Linked DNA regions of Oryctolagus cuniculus: region 2 is linked to region 1. A link is a contact called in public Micro-C data. All regions are on one chromosome and are shown on one strand. Each heading gives the region's core, a stretch centred on a gene start, on an enhancer-like site or on the middle of the called end of the contact. The rest is flanking DNA. Distances are from core to core; before and after follow the strand shown.

Region 1 (3,784 bases), core at 340-2,839:
TCTGTCACCCATACAGTCCTCTCTTGTTCCCTCCTGCCACTCTGCTATCCGTTTTTCTCCGGCAGTAAAAGGAGAAGAATGTCAAAACAGCTATGAGGTTGATGGGCCAGAAGAAGGTGTTGAGGTGCCTGGCGAGGCCAGGTCCCTGTTGAGGCACTGGGGAAAGGGAAGCTGGATTCCCATCAAGTGAGTGCTGCAGTGGACCTCAGAGGCTGTCCTCCTCGCTATCCACTTCATACACCGAGGCCTAATGGCTTACAGGACACACAACCAGTTACCGGTGTTGGTGGCTCTAAAATCCAGGCTTCTTGGCTCCTGGGAGGGTTGGAAAGGGGCACTTTTAATCCATTTTGCTGGTGGAGTGGGGTAGCCAGAGACGGAAACCTCAACTACTGCCTTCAAGTTTTGTATTTTGATTTTCTTCTTGGCCACCGGGCAGCCAGTCCTTCAAGGAAATGGAGGACAACTGGTTAACTCAGTCACCTACTGTCTTCACGTGAATGTCTGTCAGTCAAAAGACTTTCCTTTCCTGCCACTGTTATTACTCTCCCCGTAAGGAACAACTTACGGTTTCTCTACCTTCTTTTGAAAATATGGCAGCCTAAATTGAACCCACAGCTTTAAAGGTGATGTCTGGTGAGGCAGAATGATGTCCTGCTGTCCATGCATCCTACTTCAGGTGGTCTCATTTGCTATTAAATTTTCAGAGCAACACGTTCCTTATGTGATACTGTCAGTCATGACCTTGAGAAATTTACAGTTGATTTATTTGCATAAGGGCGCTCTCTTGAATATTACCGTGTTTGCACGAAGGCCGTCTCCGTCTCTCTCTCTCCTTCCCTCCCTCCCCGCCTGTCAGCCTGTCAGTAAGGACCAGGTGGCAGCCCTGTCAAGAAAGCTAATCTAACAGGATTGGGGCTGGAATTAACACGGATCTTGTGACCTTCCTATTCCAGCGTGAGCAGCCCGAGGTCCCTGACTGCTCAGCCCGGATCGTCGTCGGCAAGCACGGGTTCTCTATGGACCCGAGGCAGTAAACCTGGCGAGGCTCAACACCCAGCTCCTCCAAGACCGAGCTCTGGTCTGCGTGCTGGCCAGACCGTCCCTTGCGTACCCGGACGCCCAAGGGAGGCAAACCCACGTCCCGTCCTCGGGGTGATGACAGCGGCCTGGAATGCCGCGGAGCTGACGGGTCAGTCCTGCCTGACAGGTTTCCGCTTCCAGACGCCACCGCGGCCCCCCTGGGCTCGCAGCGGGACGCCGTCAGCGCGGCCCAGCGTCTGCGAGCGGCTCCCCTCCAGGTTCTCACGCCTCGCGTCCACGCGCCCGGCCCGCGCCGGCCCTCTTGCACCTGCGCGCTCTTCCCGTCCCCTCCCATCCCGGCCACCTTCCCGCAAAGCGCCCACCTGGTGCGGGCGGGGCCGGCTCGTGACGTCGCGTGGGAGGCGGGGCCGAGGACGCCGCAGTGCAGCGCAGAGGGGCGGGGCGGGGCGTGAGGCGCGTGACCCGGCTGCGGGAGGCCGGCACCGGGACCCAGGTGGAAGCGGCGGGGACCTGCCGACTCGTGGGTCCGGCTCCGGGAGGCGGGGCGGGGTGTGGCCGGGCGCCAGAGCGGGTCAGGCTCCCTCCCTCGCTCCCCGCCCCTGCGCTCCTCCTACCTGGGGCCTGTGTGTGCAGGCGCGCACCTGGCAACCGGCGGCCGCGCTCCGCCGCGTCCCCGCCTACTCGGCTCGGGCCAGGCGCCCCGAGCCTGCCCCGCACCCCGACGCGGCCCCTCCGCCGGCGCCGCGCTCGCTGGAGGCGGCCTCGAGCGCTCGCTCGTTGTTGCCGTTTTGGGGGTGACCCGGCGCGGCGGCGGCGGCGGCGGCTCCATGCTGGAGGGGTGTTAGTGGCTTCGCTGAGCGTCCAGTGCGCGGCCGCCTGCGGGACCCCGCGTGCGGCTCGGGTTTCGGGGCGTTGGAGGAGGCCGCCGCGGCTGCGCTGGAGCGGATGATGTTGGAGCTGAGGCACCGCGGAGGCTGCCCCGGCCCCGGGGGAGCGGTGGCGCCGCCACCCCGCGAGGGAGAGGCGGCCGGCGGCGACCACGAAACCGAGAGCACCAGCGACAAAGTAAGTGGAGCTGCAGGAGGCGCGCCCTCAAGCCCCGCAGGGTTCTGCCTGGGTTCGGGACACCTGGGAGCGGGGTGGGGCGCGCAGGATGTCAGGTAGGAGGCGCGGGCTGTCCGCTGCACCTTACTCCGGCCTGGCTCTCCTTTCTCCTCCCCGGAGTGGGCTCGGGGAGTCAGACCCCAGCGACGGTGCCTTTCCCCGGGATGACGGCGAGCACTGCGGCGCGGGAGAGCTGAGTGATGCCCTTGGGTTGCATTTGCTTAATTCCCGATCCGGCGTCCCTCTCGGGGTGCGGGGATCGCATGGAAGCCGCCCCGCTTGGAGCTGCAGTTTTCTGGAGGCTGCAGCCGCTCTCGGCTTCTCGGTAGAGGGAGCAAAGTTGGGACTAAACTCGAGACGTGCGCCTTCGGTGCCGACCGTCACTGGATCCTGACGCCCCGCGTGCCACCCCGAGTCCACACTCCTCTCCCAGTGTGATGGATTCTGCAGATTTGAGACTGTCGCACACGTGACACAGTTGTGACCTTCCAGCCTCTTTGGAGTCCGTGGCAGACGGTGCGGTTCTTCAGTCTTCCGACAAGTTAATTGATGGGGAGTTTTTACTCCCTTTTCCAGAGATGAACCTTGCTGCACAGTTAACAATACCTGAATGCACCACGACTATTCTGTTTAAAGCTAGCAAAAGTCCATTCGGCTGTGTTTGCATTAGGCAGTGGAACCAGTAAGAACTTTTGGAGAAATGCACTGTTATGACCTTAGGGATCTGACTGGTTTAGGAGATTGGGCCAAAGAATAGATTGTTTTATAAAACCTTCTGTTTATAAATTTTCATTTTACTTGATGAGTTGAAGGCACGAAGTATTCCTAGAAGTATTGTTTTTATGGAACCGAGGAGCTGAATTGCCATTTGAATCACAGAAGTAAAGTGGATTGTCCAAGGTCAAGTTCAGTGCCTTTTAAAACTGGAACTTGATTCTCTTTCCTCTGATCCCTGCTGGCAGTTCTGATCTGGGAAAGAGCCCACCTGAAAAGTTAATGTTGATGAACTTGGTGGAACCCAGGCTATAAAGCACTGATAGGAACAGACCACGTGATAGTATGAAGAAACAAAGGACTCTGAATTTAGGACTGAAACTTGAGAATCAATGGAGTGACACTTTGTTTCTACTCTTGATGGCAGTTGGAATAAAATGAGTCTGTGAGAGATTATGTGTCAAGGAATTAATAGAAAATGTAACAGTTTCTGTTACTGCAGGTTGAAGTTACAAAGCTAGAAACAGTGGGCTGAGAATAGTCTGTGAAAACTGCCTTGGAAACTAGACCAAAAATAGAATTAATTAGGTTGGGATTTATTTTTGTTTTAGTGCTGGTATAGTTGAGAATCAAGGAAATACCAGCTTCCCCATGTTGACTTCCTTAACTGATGAAGCTAACAAGCTTTTTATTAAGACAACACATGTTCAGGGAACCATGCCCGAAATACCTCTTGAATTAATTTTTTCTTTTAACAGCATAAGCACTTAAAATGAAAACTACTTTTGTGATGTGGTTTCACTCATTTAGAACTGTTGTCTCCATCTGTGACTGGGTTACCTCACTGCTTATTTATTTATCTATGAACACTGTCCTGTTGGTTTTCATTAGTATGCAATCAGCTGAATTTTGTTTTCTGGGC
Region 2 (3,784 bases), core at 904-3,403, 410 kb after region 1:
TCCCAAATCCCATGATACAGTGAAATGATAATCTCAAATACATTTTTCAATTCTAACATCAGTTATTCATTTAACATCAATCAAATACAACCAATGACACAAAGTCTACTGTAGCCTGGCTGTTAGGCATGCTGACTCTGATTTTAGACAATCTGGATTCAAATGCTGACCCAACAGTGTCTGCATGACTCTGAAACAGTCTCACAAACTAGCTTTTTCCCCATCTGTAAATGGAATTGATATTTTCCTTGGATGAAAAATAAGAAAAAACCTTCTATGTGCTAAACTCTCAATCATAAACACTTCTTAGACATACTTGGCAATGAATGACATATATTATCAGGTCTAGTCCTTAAGATTTTTAACCCTCCAAATACAGGAAATATACTCTTTAATTATGTATCGAGTGGTTCACAATCTTTTGTGGGGCCCCATCTTTCTGAGAATGTGATGACTATGTTGATTCTCTATCTAGACTGAAAAAACAGGCTACATTCAGCATATGATTTGTAGGGATTCAAGGACCCTCTGAAGCACATGAAATTAACAATGCCTAAGGTAAACTCTTCAAACTGTAAAGGTGAGCAGCAGAATTTAAGAATCTTCAAAGTAGAAAATCCAACAAATGTCAGAATAGTATACTTTTACTAGTTTTTTACAGATTTTACTATCATTTCTAATTCACATCTCCTTTCTGAAGAAATTAAGTTAGAAGCCTATTTCTCACAGGAGTCAATTTCAACTCAGGAAAAGAAATTCATTAGAAAACCGTATTTCCAGCAGCTTGAGACAGAATGGCTCAAAGTGTAACACATTCCACGAGTGCTCAAATATCATAGGAAGAGTTCTCAATCTAATGCAATATTTATTTTTAAATGCAAAAAATCACACAAAGCTAATTCCTAAACATAGAGCCCTAAAACAACGTTTCAATTTTCTTTTTAAAGTGGAATTTATTTTTTACTAGATCTGTGTAACAACACCACATTCTCTTTGGGCTTGGGTGTGTGTTTTTTATAATTCAGCATATTCTTGGTTCTGTTTTCTGCTATACTTACTTGCTATGATACTTGATGGTAGAAATGAATTGTTCCAAACCTGTTTTTCTTTTTTTAATTGTTTGGTCTTCAGACTACATAATAACCAGTTGGCACTAACCAACTCATGCCCATTACTTAAAAATAGTTTGTCGTATGCATCAGCACCATTTCCCCACAGAAAATACTTAACCATTTTTAGGGTACTCGAAGTCCAAGCAAGGGTTCACATATATGGTAAACATCCTTTCTAGCTGCTTTTATCCAATAATTCCTTTGAAAGGAAGACCCAGTATCGTAGACCCCAAAATTAATCAAAGAAACGCTGCACCTCAGGCTCAAACATCTGCCAGATGGCTTTTGGTCAAAAGGTCACATTTGCTTTTGAAACCCTGCTGTAACCGTGAATGTCTGCGATGCCATCACATCCCCTGTCCAGGGAACACGAGCATCGCTGGTCCCTGGCCAACGAGAAGGCTTCCGGCACTGGGCGTAGTAGCGGAGAGCCAGGAGAGGCCCGCAGCCCTGGAGACAGCGCCCGAGGGATGGAGGCCTCCCATGGCTGCACCCGGGCGCAGGGGGCTGCGGGAACAGAGACCCCCGCGGGATGCCGCCGAGGGGCCGGGCCCGACCCCCACGCCTGGGCGCCCAGGGTCGCCAGGTTACGCCCCCACTGCTAACTGGAAGCTACCTCCAGCCGTCTTCTCCCCGATCCCCCGAAACACCCCGGCTCCGCTCCCAGCCGCCCGCCGCCCGTGACCCCGACCCCACCGCGACGGCGCCCTCTCCAGGCCGCAGCAGAGGACGCGGGCCAGGCCGCCGGCCCCCGGGGAGGACAGCAGCTGGGCCGCGGCCTGTCTCCAGGGGCAGCAGAGGCAGGGAGGGCCGCGAGTGGGCAGCGCCTCCGCCCCGCACGAACAAAGCGGCCCCAGCGCGCGGGGCCTGGGCAGCGCCGCCTCTCCAGGGAGCGGGGGGGAGGGGGCACTCACCGGAGGGGCGGCGGGAGGGCGCGGGCGGGCCTGGCCCCGCAGCGAGGACCGCGGCGGGGCCGGGGCTCCGCGCCCGCAGCGCGCTGACGACGAGGAAGGGGCGGCGGGCGCGGCGTCCGCGGCGGGGCCCGGGAGCCCCCGCTGCTGGGGACGGGGCCGCGGGGCCGAGCTCGGTTCCGCGGCCGCGAGGTGCGAGAAGCGGTCCACTGGGGCGGGCAGCGGCGCTAGGCGGCCGGGGCAGCGTCGCCGCCGCCTCTCCCTTCTCCAGCCCCGGTCGCTGCTCGGCCGCGTCCTCCTCGCTGGGTCCCCGCCGCCGCCTCAGCCTCCGCGCTCCTCGGGCTCCTCCTCTCCATCAAGGCCGGGCCGACCCGCAGGGACCATCCCGGAAAGTGAGGGGTTGTTGCCGTCTCCCGCAGCTGTTGGTGGCCATCTTTAATCCTCCTCCTCCTCCTCCTCCTGCTTTCTCCACCTCCCGCTGGCTGGCTGACTGACTGACTGGATCCTCCTCTTTCCTCTCCTGCTCCTCCTACCGCGCCGGCCGCAGAAATTGCAGCCTCGCTGCCTCTTCCCCCTCCTGTCTTTCCTTCCTCTTTCCTTACTTCCTTCCCGCTCCTCGCCTCCCGCTTTCCCCTCACGCTCGGCGCCGCCTCCGTTCCCTTCTGCAGGCGGCGGGCACCGGATTCTCCCCGCTGGAGTGGGGCCCCCGCTGGCTCTCAGGCCCCTCTCCCCCGCCTTCCCGAAGCACACACTCCCGCCGCTTCGCCACTTTCCCTCCCGCACCCCGCTGCCCCCTCTCCCGCTGTTTCTCACCCTCCTCAGCCTCAGGGTCTCCAGAGACTCAGCTGTTAAAGGACAACCCGGGTTCCTCCAGCCCTCCCTCACCCTGCACCCATTTGCTGGATGCTGTCAGACGGAGGTGGAAAAACGCAAGACCGCGCGTTCCTGTTACTCCCGCTGGAGTGCCAAGGGCTGCCCGCGCCAAGTGCTGTACCACGCAGCTTTGAACTCCGTCGGGGTCTCCGCGGTGGCCGCCGTCCATTGTTGGCCCCAGGAGCCGGAGAGCCCACTCTCCAACACTGCCCTCCGTCCTTGACCTTGAGTCAGTGGCCTCAAATGTTAGGTTTCCCTTTGCCCTCCTGGAAAGGGCATTATTTAGACCTTTGCAATCCTAACAGTGTTTAGACCAGATCAGAAGTCTTAGGTAAACCTGGAACTGCTAGGGGATCATCGGTTTGTCCCTCTGTTGTTTGTTCCTGCTCAGCCCAGGAGACAATTTGGGTCACGCTTCAGTCCTTGCAATGGGGACAAACCGAGTCAGCAGTTACCAATGTGCTCCCTGAGGCTTGGAGTGGGGAAGTGGAAATACCCTGGCTTTAACGACAAACTTGTTTTTCCTAACACTGCAGTCTACACAAGTTTCAGGATTTCCGCTAACAAACATGAAGCGAGCTGGACTTGCTGTTGGCTTCTTTTTGAAGCCAGTTTGCCTGTGGGGTCAGACCCGTGTGTAATGATTTACCTGCAGCCTACCACAAGGTTCAGCACCACCGACCAAGGCAGCTGACATGATTCGTGAGCACTCTGGGGGTCCCAGTGTCTGCCTCTGTGGGGCACTGGCTCAAGGTTCACCTTGCCCTTCCAGAACAACAGCACCTGTTGTATGCAAAGGTTATCCCTTCAGGGGGGAAGCCATTGTAATCCATAAGCTGTACTTTGGAAATTTATATTCATTAAATAAAAGTTTTTTTAAAAAAAGTT

Evidence for each region. A called contact is a pair of places that touch in the nucleus more often than the background predicts.
Region 2: a Micro-C map of ear pinna shows a contact between it and region 1, with 4 times the contacts expected there. The contact joins the promoter of WDFY3 here to the promoter of CDS1 in region 1. A contact is called at or near these places in 2 of 6 Hi-C or Micro-C datasets (ear pinna and an unstated tissue).

What each region holds. Positions count from the first base shown.
Region 1 is chr8:79,804,598-79,808,381 of mOryCun1.1, forward strand. It overlaps CDS1 (CDP-diacylglycerol synthase 1), which reads left to right and starts at 1,590. Exons shown (of 13, transcript XM_002717047.5): 1 at 1,590-2,109. The coding sequence starts at 1,990.
Region 2 is chr8:80,213,096-80,216,879 of mOryCun1.1, forward strand. WDFY3 (WD repeat and FYVE domain containing 3) reads right to left here and starts at 2,154. Exons shown (of 68, transcript XM_070047898.1): 1 at 2,027-2,154.